Regions from separate parts of the Mus musculus genome. Here all the other regions are linked to region 1. The links are chromatin contacts, called in public HiChIP or PLAC-seq and promoter capture Hi-C maps. All regions are on one chromosome and are shown on one strand. The core of a region is the stretch at or near the end of the contact, and the rest is flanking DNA. Distances in the headings are between cores, read along the strand shown. Region 1 holds the start of Cemip (cell migration inducing protein, hyaluronan binding). Region 2 overlaps LOC117997403 (a long non-coding RNA gene). Region 3 overlaps LOC117997403 (a long non-coding RNA gene). Region 4 overlaps Cemip (cell migration inducing protein, hyaluronan binding). Region 5 overlaps Cemip (cell migration inducing protein, hyaluronan binding).

The links. Promoter capture Hi-C pulls out the DNA fragments that hold promoters and counts their contacts. HiChIP or PLAC-seq counts read pairs in DNA pulled down with a chosen protein or histone mark.
Region 2: a contact with region 1 is called in a promoter capture Hi-C map of liver. The contact joins the enhancer-like site here to the promoter of Cemip in region 1. A contact is called at or near these places in 12 of 39 promoter capture datasets (the C10 cell line, the HPC-7 cell line, cranial neural crest and 7 more), 2 of 15 datasets of contacts at CTCF or cohesin (the NIH/3T3 cell line and large pre-B cells), 10 of 484 Hi-C or Micro-C datasets (ECoMG-derived neutrophils, the G1E-ER4 cell line, the HPC-7 cell line and 5 more), 2 of 115 datasets of contacts at active chromatin or transcription factors (astrocytes and stem cell-derived neural progenitor cells) and 1 of 9 other capture datasets (macrophages).
Region 3: a contact with region 1 is called in an H3K4me3 HiChIP or PLAC-seq map of intestinal villus epithelium, with 5 read pairs. The contact joins the enhancer-like site here to the promoter of Cemip in region 1. A contact is called at or near these places in 8 of 39 promoter capture datasets (the 3T3-L1 cell line, the C10 cell line, the HPC-7 cell line and 3 more), 1 of 15 datasets of contacts at CTCF or cohesin (the NIH/3T3 cell line), 7 of 484 Hi-C or Micro-C datasets (the G1E-ER4 cell line, bone marrow-derived macrophages, cerebral cortex and 2 more), 4 of 115 datasets of contacts at active chromatin or transcription factors (CD8 T cells, bone marrow-derived dendritic cells, double positive thymocytes and 1 more) and 2 of 9 other capture datasets (embryonic stem cells and pancreatic islet).
Region 4: a contact with region 1 is called in an HNF4G HiChIP or PLAC-seq map of pancreatic cancer cells. The contact joins the enhancer-like site here to the promoter of Cemip in region 1. A contact is called at or near these places in 3 of 39 promoter capture datasets (the 3T3-L1 cell line, embryonic stem cells and hippocampal neurons), 1 of 15 datasets of contacts at CTCF or cohesin (the NIH/3T3 cell line), 9 of 484 Hi-C or Micro-C datasets (the AML12 cell line, the HL-1 cell line, cortical neurons and 4 more), 6 of 115 datasets of contacts at active chromatin or transcription factors (embryonic stem cells, extraembryonic endoderm stem cells, forebrain and 1 more) and 2 of 9 other capture datasets (embryonic stem cells and pancreatic islet).
Region 5: a contact with region 1 is called in an HNF4G HiChIP or PLAC-seq map of pancreatic cancer cells. The contact joins the enhancer-like site here to the promoter of Cemip in region 1. A contact is called at or near these places in 2 of 39 promoter capture datasets (the 3T3-L1 cell line and embryonic stem cells), 10 of 484 Hi-C or Micro-C datasets (the AML12 cell line, the HL-1 cell line, cortical neurons and 5 more), 6 of 115 datasets of contacts at active chromatin or transcription factors (embryonic stem cells, extraembryonic endoderm stem cells, forebrain and 1 more) and 1 of 9 other capture datasets (pancreatic islet).

What each region holds. Positions count from the first base shown.
Region 1 is chr7:84,085,163-84,087,870 of GRCm38.p6, reverse strand. Cemip (cell migration inducing protein, hyaluronan binding) reads left to right here and starts at 1,366. Exons shown (of 29, transcript NM_030728.4): 1 at 1,366-1,613.
Region 2 is chr7:84,210,835-84,213,542 of GRCm38.p6, reverse strand. All of the region lies in intron 2 of LOC117997403 (a long non-coding RNA gene), which reads right to left. Among named protein-coding and RNA genes, the nearest start is that of Gm26708, 21 kb to the left of the region's middle. Within about 2 kb of position 1,307, at least 20 of the 459 cell types and tissues checked have an H3K27ac peak or open chromatin away from gene starts, as enhancers often do. A contact at or near this core is called in bone marrow-derived dendritic cells, bone marrow-derived macrophages and liver, where this site is marked.
Region 3 is chr7:84,187,069-84,189,776 of GRCm38.p6, reverse strand. All of the region lies in intron 2 of LOC117997403 (a long non-coding RNA gene), which reads right to left. Among named protein-coding and RNA genes, the nearest start is that of Gm22177, 18 kb to the right of the region's middle. Within about 2 kb of position 1,381, at least 27 of the 459 cell types and tissues checked have an H3K27ac peak or open chromatin away from gene starts, as enhancers often do. A contact at or near this core is called in bone marrow-derived macrophages and intestinal villus epithelium, where this site is marked.
Region 4 is chr7:83,981,331-83,984,038 of GRCm38.p6, reverse strand. It overlaps Cemip (cell migration inducing protein, hyaluronan binding), which reads left to right. Exons shown (of 29, transcript NM_030728.4): 10 at 773-905; 11 at 1,656-1,847. The region is part of intron 2 of Gm30440 (a long non-coding RNA gene); the gene reads right to left. Among named protein-coding and RNA genes, the nearest start is that of Gm30440, 12 kb to the right of the region's middle. Within about 2 kb of position 1,373, at least 5 of the 459 cell types and tissues checked have an H3K27ac peak or open chromatin away from gene starts, as enhancers often do. A contact at or near this core is called in pancreatic cancer cells, where this site is marked.
Region 5 is chr7:84,000,363-84,003,070 of GRCm38.p6, reverse strand. All of the region lies in intron 2 of Cemip (cell migration inducing protein, hyaluronan binding), which reads left to right. The region is part of intron 2 of Gm30440 (a long non-coding RNA gene); the gene reads right to left. Among named protein-coding and RNA genes, the nearest start is that of Gm30440, 31 kb to the right of the region's middle. Within about 2 kb of position 1,335, at least 18 of the 459 cell types and tissues checked have an H3K27ac peak or open chromatin away from gene starts, as enhancers often do. A contact at or near this core is called in cortical neurons and pancreatic cancer cells, where this site is marked.

The sequences.
Region 1 (2,708 bases), core at 117-2,616:
CAGAGGACCTAGACAGGGGCTTCCAAAGTCTCTGCCATAGACTGGCCCTAAAGCCTGCACTGAGATTCCTAAAGCTGGTGGGCACTGCCTAGAATGAAGACCCTCTCGCACAGCAGTGAGCATAGGACATTGGCAGGCAGGAAGAAATGTGTACTTGAGAACTCTCATTAACCAGAGGAGGGAGCTGAGCAATAAGTCTCAAAGAGGGACAGCATATAGAATTGCAACCAAAGCTGTCATCTTAGAATTAAAATGAAATGGAAAAAAAAATCCCCAGCACCTTTCACCCTTTTTGCCAGGGTCAGAGTGGATAGGTAGCTGGTGCTCAGGGCACCCAGTGTTGAGGAGATGCTAGATGCTCTGGGTGGGCTTACTTATTCCTATGGCAGAGGATAACTCACTGGTGGCACTGTCTTGTTTTGATCCTTGAGAACATTGTCCTGTCCAGGCACAGACTACATGCAGGATAGCAAACACTTACTATGACTTAGTACCCACAAAATCTCACTGAAATCCTCTCTCCAGGCTCATGGGAGCCCAATGGTGAAGTCCCTTGTTTATGGTCAAGTAACTGGCATGTGCAGAAAACTGACACATGTGAAGAAGTAACTCTACTATCCGTGTGTGTGTGTGTGTGTATGTGTGTGTCCCCTAAGACAGAGGTCAAGCTGCTTGGAGTGTTATTTGTTTTTGAGACCGGGTATCTCTATTTTACCCGGACTGGCCAGCAAGCCCCAACAAGCCACCTGTCTCCACCTCCCCAGCTCTGGAATTACAAATTAGGGCTATTGCCCACCCAAGGCATTTTTATGAGGATTCTGGGAACTGAACTCTGTTTTTTCAAACCTGTAAACATCTTAGCGGTCATCTCCCTAGCTTTCAAAACAAGATCTTCTCTAAGAGACCTCTAGACCTAGGCGATCCTGGATTCTGTTGCTATGTTGGCTTACAAAAAGTGTTACGGGTTTGAAATCTAACAGCCTGAACGTAGAGTGGTGGCGACTCTGTCAAAATCTCTTTTTTCTGGCTGACTGTCCCTTGGGGAGGCCACTGGATACAAGCTGCGCTTCCATCACTAAGCCCTCGGAGGTCCGCAGCTTTCGTCCTAGGCTCCAGCGCCCTCACCTGGTGGCCACGGCTTGTCCCGGCGGCGGCTCTCGGGCTCAGGTCTGCGGCTCCCGGAGCGGCCGCCAGAGCCCGCCCGGGTCCAGCCCCGCAGGCCGCCCACCGCGGTGAGTGGGAGGACGCTGCCCAGAGACAGGGGTGGGACAGGGGGGACGGGATGAGTGCGGGCGCCGGGGGCTCTGGTGGGGAGGAGTCAGGCCCGGAAGGCGACTATAAAAAGCGTCGGCTCGGGCTGGCAGCTCCGAGCTAGCTACTAAGCCAGTGAGCGCGCGGAGTCGAGCGAGGAGCGCCTTCTGCGCTGAGTGGCAGTGGTCTGGTGCTGCTGGAGCACTGTGCCGAGTGAGGTCGGAATCTGCACCCCACTTTCCGCCAGCTCCCGTCCCACTTGCTTACGCTCAGGAGCTCAACGCGTGGGATCAGATACTAGACTACGGGATGCTGCACTCCAGATCCCCGAGGCGTGGCAGGGTCTCGGTCATCAACCTGAGGTAAGAGGACCGGAGCTAGGGCGCGAGGGCTGCTTGGGTTAAGCTATGGGGAGGAGAGGAGAGACCGGATCCCACATTCTCCCCTCTGTTAGGTAGAACGTTGCCCTCCATCAGTCTGATTGTCCAGCCTATTATTCTATGCTGTCTACCACTGTCTGTCTGTCTGTCTGTCTGTCTGTCTGCCTGCCTGCCTATCCATGAATATATTGGTGGGCACACGCCTCCGCCACGGTCCTTCGTCTCTGAAATCTTTACAAATGTCAGGTGTTGGGGACACCATCGTCCAGGAATGTATTCGACGGGAGGTGGATTTCTGTTTTGCTTAGTTTGTGCCCCTGTGAATGGCACCAGATGTTCACACAAACAACAGTGTCTAATCGAAGAGAGATGGCCCCTAGGCAGGTCTCGCAAGGAGCCCGGTGCAGGGAACGCGCTTACCGTGTGGCTAATGGTGAGCTTCGCAAGACTGTACCTTGTCGCTACCACGTAGGCAAGGTCTCCTGGGTTCCCTAACCTGCCTCTGCCCTCCCAGTGATACGCTGGCACCGGGCTGGAGGAGATGATCTGATGTTAGACGACCTCGGTGGCCTCTGCTGTTATTTAAACAAACACTAAGCCTGGCAGCGCTGCAGGGACATTTGGTGGCCCCTGGCAACAGACAGCATCTGCAAGAAGGGTCTCGCTAGATTGACAGAAAAACCAAGGTCTCCATAAGGCACAAGACTGAGTTGTCCACGGTTCTCAAGCTCTCCGCTCTGGTTCGGTGACATCTCGGAATGAACCCCAGAGAATCCTTGTGCTCTTGACCGAGCGTTGTGCCGGTGTTCCCCAAGACTGGACACTCTACCCGCCCCAGGTCTGAGGTTCTCAGTCCTGCTCCGAGCAGCCAACTCTGCCCACAGGTAAGACCTTCTCTTTAAAACCAAGCTTTTGATGTGAGAGCCACGGCTTGGCTGAAGCCTGTCCAGGAGACCGTGAGCCAGGGAGTCATTTCCATCTCCGCGGTCTGGAGAGGGACCCTAAGGCGCGCCCGCGGGCGGGGAATAGGCTGCTCCGCGTGCCCAGGCTCGGCGCCACCATGGACAGCTCCCAGCT
Region 2 (2,708 bases), core at 58-2,557, 130 kb before region 1:
TTGTCACTTCAATTTTTTTTATGTTATAGAAGTCAAATCCAGACCCAACATAAATACAGGAAATAGAAACAAAATATATTATAAGCATATGTATAAAAGTCACCAATAAAATATTTGCAATTTAACCTAAAAGCTAATTAACAACACCCCATAATGAAGCAACTTTTTTAAAAAATTTATTTATTTTTATTAGGTATTTTCCTCATTTACATTTCCAATGCTATCACAAAAGTCCCCCATACCCTCCCTCCCCTACCCACCCACTCCCACTTCTTGGCCCTGACGTTCCCCTGTACTGAGGCATATAAAGTTTGCACGACCAATGGGCCTCTCTTTCCACTGATGGCCGACTAGGCCATCTTCTGACATATGCAGCTAGAGACATGAGCTCCAGGGGGTACTGGTTAGTTCATAATGTTGTTGTACCTACAGGGTTGCAGATCCCTTTAGCTCCTTGGAAACTTTCTCTAGCTCCTCCACTGGGGGCCCTGTGATCCATCCAATAGCTGACTGTGAGCATCCACTTCTGTGTTTGCTAGGCCCCGGCCTAGTCTCACAAGAGAAAGCTATATCAGGGTCCTTTCAGCAAAATCTTGCTAATGTATGCAATGGTGTCAGCGTTTGGAGGCTGATTATGGGATGGATCCCCAGATATGGCAGTGTCTAGATGGTCCATCCTTTTGTCTCAGCTCCAAACTTTGTCTATGTAACTCCTTCCATGGGTGTTTTGTTCCCAATTCTAAGAAAGAGTAAAGTGTCCACACTTTGGTCGTGGTTCTTCTTGAGTTTCATGTGTTTCACAAATTGTATCCTAGGAAAGAAATCTGGAACCATAGATACTTCTTGATCCTTAAGCAGAAGTACAGGGAGAGACACTGGGAATGGTGCAGGTCTTTTGGCCTCCAACAAGGCCACCCCTCCTAAGCCTTTCCAAACAGTTCCAAACAAGATGGGGAACCAAGTATTCAAATACATGAGCCCATGAGGACCCTTTTCATTCAAACCACCATACTGCTCTATTTATGCTTTTAATTAAAAGTAAATTATTTTAAAAGTTATACCCACATATCTAAGGAGACAGCTTGTTCCTTGGCAAGAAATGTATAAACATCCCCTGTATCTCACTGTGGAGTGAATCAGGGCAGGAAGCTGCACAGTGACAGTCTCTATGATGACAATTGGCATTGCAGAGCCCAGGCACAGACTTTTACTAATATTTACTTTCTCACAGCCAAGGAAAAGAATGGCCTGAGACCTGCTGGCTGGAATCAAAGTGCCATGTGAACAGAGGATGTGAAAATAGAGAGGGGAAGCCCCGGAGTGGGTCTTTATATTTAGTAACCAACACAGTAACAAACAGCCACATGTTTGGGGGTAGGGGGATCATCTTCCTGATCTCTCCCTCCCATGGGGATTTCTGCTTTGTTCTTTACGTGGCTGTGAATCACATGCAACAGAGAACTAATAGGGGTTTCAAGTAACATGTCTAAAAGTTGGCAAGTTTAATTTCTCTGAGACATGAAGAAATTTATTTTTAGTTTATAGAGATGCTCCCACAGAAAGGAAGCTGATAGCACCATGGAGGGAACGTGGTACTCACCCAGCCACAGACATTCTTCCCTTCATTCTCAGCAGAAGGTCAAGGGTGGGAAAATGCATGTCCCCAAGACACTGGAAAGAACTCTGTTAGTAAAGAAGCCCCTTCAGAAGTTCACACACACAATGGCATGCCTAGGCAGAGGCTGGGGGCTACCCCTGTGCCACAGAGGGAAGATGTGTCAGTCAGCATGAAGTCTAGACTACAGAAGTTGCTCTATGTGCTGCAAATACTGGAAGTGAATTCAGGGCAATGCTTACTAAAGTATTCTGAAGACCAAAGCAAAAGAAAGGGAGAAGTGAGGTCTGCAAGAGACTAGAAATATTGGAACTTTTGAGCCCAGATAAAGAGCTAACAAGGAAAATGACTCTGTATTCTGGGACCCCACCCCCACCCGAGAAGTGGGAGGAAGTTGCTTGAGGCCCTATGCTCATACTGCCAGTGGGGACACTGCATATTATCCTCTCCCTGATATTTTAGGAGCCAAGCTGCCAAATGACCCATGTCAACCCCCAGCACTGTTTAAGCCAATGCTCACCAAGCACCACGCTATTCCAACACCTATAATCTCCACTGTCATTGTTAATGCTGCTGGAGTTAAAACCTCTGCGATGCTGTTACTGACAGTAAGAAAAATCAGGAAGGCCTCCTTTGTCCCTCCTTCCCATCCCCTGACCATGTACCCAGGGGCAGGATCTATATAGTCTAAGCAGCATGCAGAATCTAAGCCAAGTGCACAGTCCCAGCCTCCTTCCAAGTGGAACAGAGCAGAGGGGCAGGAAGAGGGCCGTCAAGAGACAGATGACTAGTATGATGAAGATAGGGAAGCTTTTGTGGCCGCAGTGGCTAAATAGGGAAATAAAGTAACTAACTTCCATCCCAGACAGAGCTTGGGCTTGTGAAAAATGGACCTTATCTACTACAGACAGATTTACTTGTCTATTTTAGTCACTCATTGTTCATGCGTGCTCACTGGGGTACCCGCTAATGCAGTGAATAGAGATTGCCATTAATGACTGCATCTCTCCTCTTTTACAGCCTACTCGTCTCCAGGGCCTTTCTGGGCTTCTAGAATTCCCGTCATCAATTTTTCCTGCAGAGATTGAAGCTA
Region 3 (2,708 bases), core at 132-2,631, 100 kb before region 1:
ATACACAAAAACTCCCTAAAAAAAAAATCCTATGTACAAAAAGGCTAAAGAAAAGCAGAACAAAACACTAGTTGTACTTTTAAACCTATGAGCACAACAAAGAAATTAAGATGAAATAGTCTAAATGTCCCAGCTCTCACACAATACATGTCCCCAGATGGGTTGGTTCCATAAATAAATTATGAATTAAAGAGTTCTATGGACATGATCTCATTTGGCAGAAATAAGAATCATCTGAACATATATATACATGCATATATACATATGTATGATCCGAATGACATACTATGGTAATGTGTTAATGATTTTTTTCATCTCAGAGCAGAATCACAAGCTTTCTCTGTGTTCTTCACTTGTCTGTATTTACATATTAAAACATATAATGCTTCTGGAAAGCACTAGTGCCATGCATAGCTTGAATTTTGATATATAAAAATATCTCTAGCTTGTTTTCATATTTTAAACAGCTTGGAGATTTTTTTAAAATCCCCAAAGCTCAGCTTCAGCCCAGATGAATCAGGTGTAGGAAGTTATATACTTTTGAATCTCCCTGGTTGTTTCCTGTGGAGACCACTGATGTACACGTTTGTACTCTAGGGTGTCTCACCTTAGTCAGGCACTGGTATTGCCAGGAGCTTGTTCTGTCAGAAGCCATGTCAGGTCATTGTAGATCTATGGAATGAAGCTTTGTCTTGAAACAGGGCTCCCAGATGTTTCTAGGGTAGTCTATAGTCTGAGAAGCTCTGATACAAAGCATGCTCTGTTTTCAGTCCTGGTCATCTTCCCTGGGAGAGGGGGACATGATGGAAAGAGCAATAACTATGGCTTCATGTGGGCAGCCTCAATATTTTCATTAAATTGGTTCAAAAGATGGACATAGTGGGTCAAACCTGAAACACTAGCCCTTAGAGAAACATGAGGATTGCTAGTAATTTGAGGACAGACTGAACTACTGAATGAGTCCTAATTACAGTTTGGGCTATATAGTCTCAAAAAGAGTAATATAACAACACTTCTGGTTTTTAAATTTTATTATTACTATATGCCTGAAGATTTTTTGATGTTCACCTTCTATTATGTACACATGACTTAGAAACTCTGAGACACTGCCCTGGTCTTTGTAACTCTTCTTCTCAACTTTTGCATGGTTCTATGACTTCCTTTAACCAAAGTGAAACTGCCTTTATTTCTGTATACAATCATCAGACCTTTGTGGAAACATTGGATTGTGTATGTTGATGTTGGTAGTGAGACAGAGAACCTATACTGCTGATTACAGGAGCTTTTAACTGTATAAGAAGCTTCCGTGTGTCCCCAGTAGCTCTAGAACAATGGGGAACAAGAAGGCTCTTTGAGAGGGCCTGGTGATTCAGACATGGGAGTGGTCATTTCTTCCTGCTACTGGAATCGAGGACATCGTCATTAAGGAAATGTGTTTTGTGTCAAAGGTCGGTGGAGGAAAGCCTCTCAGGGTAGCTCTCACCATTGGAGAGAGCTGACTAGTCTCAATGACCGGTGGTAAAGACAATTTTGGCTCCAAGATTCTATAGGTCTTTACCAAACTTCAGGGAAGCCTCTAAGAACCCTGGGAATACCATAAACTGAAGTATGGAGAGTCCTTTGCCCTGTGTATCCCCTTGTGCCTTTTTCATCCTCTTAGGTTAGCTAGTTTTCTTGGCATGATAGCAACATGAGTATTAAATACGAAAAGCTACTCTTGAGAGGGGAATCCCAGACACAGGGTACTTGAATCAGAGTAATTAGCAAGTACCACAGCTATGCATACAGATGTAACACAGATTGGATGCAGTGATTTATTATTTTTTAAGTCATTCTGTTGGCTAATTTTAAGTTAACTTGACACAAGCTAGAGTCATTTGGGAAGAGGGACTCTCGGTTGAGAAAACAGCCCCAAAGACTGGGCTATGTGGGCTGCCAACAATTTTGGAAGACAAGTTCTTTTATTAATGACTGATGTGGGAGGAAGTAGCTCACTGTGGGCAGTGCCACCCTGGGCAAGTGGTCTTGAGTTGTATAAAAAAGCAAATGAAGCTAGTCAAGGAAGCAAGCCAGTAATCAGCTTTTCTCTATGACTTTTGCTCCAGTTTCTGCATCCAGATTCCTCTTTTGGGCTCTTTCCCGGCCTTCTCTCAGTAAAGGACTGTGACTTGAGAGTTGAAAACAGAAATATATCTTGGCCTGCCCAAGCTGCTTTTTGTCACAGTGTTTGATCACAGTATAATCCCTAACTAAGGCAGACATGAAATCAGGAGAGGAGTGAAGAGGTGTGGGGTGGGAGTTGGGGGGAAGAGACCTAGAAAAGGAGGGGAAAGAGTGTGGGATGAAGATAATCAAAATACATTGTATGCATATATGAAAACCTCAAAGAATGTATGTAAAATATTACATTTAAAATGACAAGCTAGATAAGAAACAGGAACAGCTGAGTCATAGTTGGTGATCATTGAAGCTTGATATTAAGAGCATGGTGGTCTTCTATGCTATTGCATTTTGGAAAGTTTATTGCTGTTGTTTCAAGACAGTGACTCATTACATACCCTGGCCTAGAATTCACAGAGATCTTCCTTCCTCTTCCTCCCAAGTGTTGAGATTACAAACATGTGTTGTTGCACCCAGCTTATTTTGGAAAATTTCTTTACAGTGAGGAAGAAGTCCCGGGGAAGGAATCCTGACAGCCTCTTGTGATA
Region 4 (2,708 bases), core at 124-2,623, 100 kb after region 1:
AACATGGTATCACTCTTCCATGTTTCCAGACACCCACCTGAGGGTGCTCATCCAGAGGCTCAGGTTTTAGCAGATAAGGGCACAGTCACAGCTCCTATTAGACACATCATCTCTCCTCACCTAAATTCTGTAAAGCCCCTTGCTTTAGAGGCAATGCTCAAGTTCACTTACCTGCTCCTTTGAGATCAGTGAACCCACAGGAGCGCTACCTCCCAACAAATCTGACTATATATTCTTGTTTGGGCTGAACTGGTTTGTTGTGTCATTAGAGAAACCTATTTGGTAGAGTGTAGGCATATAGAATTTTGAGATTCCTGGTGTTATACAGAAACCCATTTGGGCACCTGTGGGTTGTATAGAGTCATTCCCTGGTAAATAAAAGCTAGCTCTTTACATAGTCTGAGGGTGGCGAGATGGTCATAAGAAGAGACATATCAGGGTCCTAAGAAAGCCTGTGTATGGTGGATGCTCTGTAAATGTGCGCACAATGATGAGCAATAAGTAGGACTCAGGACTCCTGCTAGATCACAAACCTTCTAGCTGACTCTCTCCCAGAAATCAGGCCTCACCACATCCATTCCCGAGACTTAACACTGACTTTCTTATAACAAAACTCACAAAGACTATTGGGATAAGGGTCCTGGGCTGTTGTAAATAAGTTTCACAGTGGGGACAATTTTAGACTTGTAAATATAAGTTGGGGACATTAATCAGCACTTTCCCTCTTCATAAAAAAAGCATCCTTGCTCTGTAATTTCCATTCTGTTCTCAGGCCACAACAATGGATGGAGTCGCCCTCAGCACTGAGGTTGTCTACAAAAATGGCCAAGATTACAGGTTTGCTTGCTACACCCGGGGCAGAGCCTGCCGAAGCTATCGAGTGCGATTCTTATGTGGAAAACCCGGTATGCAAGCAAATCCTAGCTCCTTATTGGGTTAGAACTGCAACTGAGCTCTGATTCCCGACCGGATCCCTGATCTGGCTTCTATGCACTGTGAAATGGGATGTCTGGGTCTGCCATGTTGAGTATCATAGTGTCACAATCACCCACACTGAGTGCAGAAGCAGCCAGATGGTCCCAGGCATTGGAAGCAGATAGCAAATCTCTGGCCTGTCGTAAGCCTTTCTAGAAGGGGCGGGCTTGGTCCAAGAATGCAGTGTGCTGATGGGCAGGGTTGACACAGTCTCTCTGCCTCTTCTGGTGCTGTTGTTTCAAACCCAGTTCCCCAGGCAGTGCTCATTAGACAGGACTGGAAATGGCTGGCTTGTTCTGGAATCAGCATCTCCAGAAAGCAGTCATTGGACTTGGGGGTGGGACTTATGGCTACTGTAAATAATAGTGGAGAGGAACTATATTTGTTTTACATCTTGGGCAAAGTGGGTGTGGTGAGGCAACACACTGAAAACTAGCTTAGAAGTCAGTGGAAAATTCCTCTGCCCAGAGCTAATGAATGGGTCTTTTTTGGTTGGGTTTTTGTTGACTTCAAAAACCTGTAAGTACTGAGACTGGGATGAGAGAGAGTCTGGTGATTCGGGTTTTGGAAGGGCACACCTGGCATTTACTGATTTCCAGAGGGGAGGGGAAGAGGTGGGCAGCCACATGTTTGCTGAAGGCAAAGGGCTGTGTCTTAGTCCTTCCTGTTTTGGGTTACAGTGAGGCCCAAGCTCACGGTTAGCATCGACACCAACGTAAACAGCACCATCCTGAGTCTGGTGGACAATGTGCGGTCATGGAGGCCTGGAGACACCCTGGTTGTTGCCAGCACTGACTATTCGATGTACCAGGCAGAAGAGTTCCGGGTGCTCCCCTGCAAAGCTTGCACCTCTACACAGGTCAAGGTGGCAGGTAGGTATCTCCTCATTTCAGGCTGCAGGAATCTGAACACTGGTAGACTTCAAGTGAAAGATTGGAATCTGTGAGCTATTCTCAGAGTCCTACAAATCAAACAAAATGCTGAGATACTCAATATAAGCACTGGCTCCTTACTGATGCATCAATACATTGTCCAAGCAGGCAGCCTAACTGATATTTGAAATAACTTCACTTAAGAAGAAAGACTCATGGGTTTGGAAGCCTCAGTTCTAGGTTTGTTAGCCCTGTTGTTTAGGGCAAGAGCTAGTGATGGAGGAAGTTGCTTATCTCATGGCATCCAGAAATCAAAGAAAGGAGGATGCTAGAGTCCCAGCACAATAATTATAAAAGAGATGTGTAATGAGCTGGGCAGAGGGAGGAGGGATTCTACTCTGTTGGAGTGGGCGTGGTTCTTTCCCTGAGGAATTCATGATTAAGTGGGAAGCTGGGAGAAGATGACAGAGTGGTCAGGAAAGAGAAGTAGTGCTGGAAGGGAAGGCATGTGGACACAGCACCTGAGCAGGGGTGGGTCAGCCATGAGGAGGACAGGTAGACTACAGGGCAGACCACGAGAGCGCCTAGGATCACAGAAGGGAGAAGAGGTTGCAAGACAACCAGGGGCTTTGCTTGAGTGCACAGGAAGCTACTGAACTCCATGGATCTGTTGGGTGTTCCTAGCAAGGAAGGATTTCCCATGTCTGCATCTGTAGGAGGATACTTAGGTTATCATCACAGTGCATGGTAGAAGGCCTCCTGGGATGTCAGTGGCCCCTTTGGCAGATCATTTGAGCTCATGTCACTCCTTGTGCCTCCTGGTAGCATGCAGCTATGCAGGATGGGCAAAGCCTGACTTCC
Region 5 (2,708 bases), core at 86-2,585, 85 kb after region 1:
CCGAGACTTCCCTCATAGAGCACCCATCTCTCAATTCTGGAAATTGGAAAGGGGAGACATTGTTGTAAGATATTTTGAATTTTTAAAGGAGACCAGAAATGTGAATTTTTATTAAAAACCTTGATTTTAAATGTTAGCTGCTAATACAAAATTTAGAATCTGTCTGAAAGAGAGTCAGGAAGTGGAGAGGGAGAATTCAGCCTAGACATGGCTTTCTACCTCTGGTCTACTCAGTTTCAGAGCATCCCTCCCTACAGTGTGCCATCAAGTCAGGATCTGGGCCCATAAAACCCCTTTCGGCCTCAATACCCTCAGCAAGGATTAGATTGTGTTTTTCTTTTTTGTTGTTTAGTTTGGTTTATATATTAAGATAGGACCTCACAAGGTAGCCCTGACTGGGCTTAAACTCACAGATCAGCCCGTCTCTGCCACTGGAGTTCTGGGGATCAAAGGTATGCACCACCACACCCAGCTGTTTTCTGTTTGAGACAGTGTCTCTTTCAGTATGATCCAGGCTAGCTTCAAACTTGCAATCTTCCCTAAGGTTATAGGCCTGTGTTACAGCCCAGCACCCTACTTAGATCTATCTTACTATCTCAGTATGGTCAACTTTGCTTTAAGTGGTTTACTTATTTTATCTTGTGAGGTTTCTATCTTTCCTTTTACCTCGTGGTACCAAGCAAGTGATCTTTATGTGAATTTTACATTAAGGTTAGAAGCACAGGACACTTCACCCAGGCTCCAGGAAGCAACCACTGAATAACTGGAACCTTTGGCAGACACTAGAGGTACAGAGTACCAGTCTTAGAAACTGAGCAGGGGTTTGATAAGACCACCATGGATACCATTCATTGCTCATCATAAAATGCTATTATTACTCGAGTTTTATGCTCTTCCATGATAAAGGACCTCACATTGAATTACATTGTTTACCAGCCCACTGAGGGTAGGAAGCATTGTGTAGCATAGAATGCCTTCACTGTGATTTCATACAAAATCTCCTTAATTCTTGGGTGACATAGCAAGTAGGCAAAGTGTCAGTGTTTAGTGCAATGATTTATGACATTGCCTGAGTTCATTCATCTTCTCTTTCAATTAATAAACACAAATTGGGTATTGACTCCAGGCTAGGAACTGTATTTGGGTTTATTATTGGGGTGATTCAGCTTGGGGAGTATTCAGATACTTCCTGGGTGTTTCCTCCCACACCCCAGTTTGCATATAAACCCTTTGGAATGGAGGCTGTGCCTCTCCCTGATGCCCTTCAGTCTGTGCTCTTTGGGAGAGAAGTAGAAATTGCCTTTGTCATTCATGCTTTAAGTAGTCATTCCCTTATAGTCTGCTTCGCAGGCCCTCTGCCGTAGTCAAGGAAATCAGTGTGGTTGCCATGGTGATGTTTCAAAGATGGTACTGGAGATTTTCAGATGATTTACTGATTCATATGTATGAAAACCCACCTTCCACACTTCCACAAAGGAGGGCCCACCACATCCAGTAACAGAAGTACTGTCTTAGCCATAGGCTCAGAGTTTTTAGAGCGGGGCTCATGATCCTGATAGTGGACAAACCTGTAGTGTGAGGCCCACCATAGCCAAGCTGAGATGCGAAGTTGGCTGCAGAGTCATATGCCCAGACAGGGAAAGGACTCTGGGCTTGGCTTGGAAGTGAGACACACTAAGACCCGAAGCACTGTCCACTTAGTGGAACTGTTTCTTCCCAGGATGCACTCCGGGAGGCTACATTTGCTCTTCACACTCTGATAATCAGCTCCTTGAGACTGATTCCCACATCCAGGACCAGGTGAAAGGCTACTAGGAATTTGGGACTATCCTCTTTGGAGATAAGCTTAGGTGTGGAATTTAACACCCAGCTCTCAGAGCTGTTGCTTTGAGCACCAGCTTTGAGCATTCTATATCAAGGTGGGGAGCTGCCCAGCCTATGTAGAGGCTGGTAGCAGCTCTTCTCTTCAGCCAGCAGGGAAGTCTGCATCTGCTATGTTGTCATTACTTGAAACTTAGAATCTAAAATGGTGACTCATTGAAACCCCACAAATGTGGAGTTCTCATTGTAGTGACACTTAAAGTATGAATTCTCACCAACAGTGAGGCAAACAGAACCAAAGGTGTCTGCCGCACACATGGGAGAGAATGTGGGGGCTGGGCACCCACACAGTAAACTTGCGCTCAATAGAAGACTGAACAGTCTTTATCTGGTGCAGTTGAGTGTAGATAACAGCATGTCTCCCTCTAGGCTCTTCTTTAGATATCTAACTATGGCAATTATGGCTTTTTTTTGCATAACTGAAGAATGATCCAGTACCCCTTAGAGCTGCTATGCCTGCCATGACACTAACTGAATTGGAACTGGTTCTGGTCCCATGCTGTAGATGTGACTCCTGTGCCAACTTTACCTGTGGAATGTACTGATTCTAAGTCCCCTGCACTGTGACACTTGCTTCCACTCCTGATACCCCCCTTGGTCTCCCTACAGAACCCTTTCCCTTGTGGGCTCACCTAAGCCTCCCCTCCATCTCCCCACCTCCTCTGTGCTCCCTGTAAGTCTGATTTGTTCTTCACAATCTAATTGCTGAGAAAATGAAAATAGCCTCACATCAATTAGCCCCTTCTCCCTGCTTCTTTTTCTGGACCTTCACTTGCTTTCCACGGGGTGGTTCTCCCAGCTCCTGGGACATAGATGTCCCTTTTTGT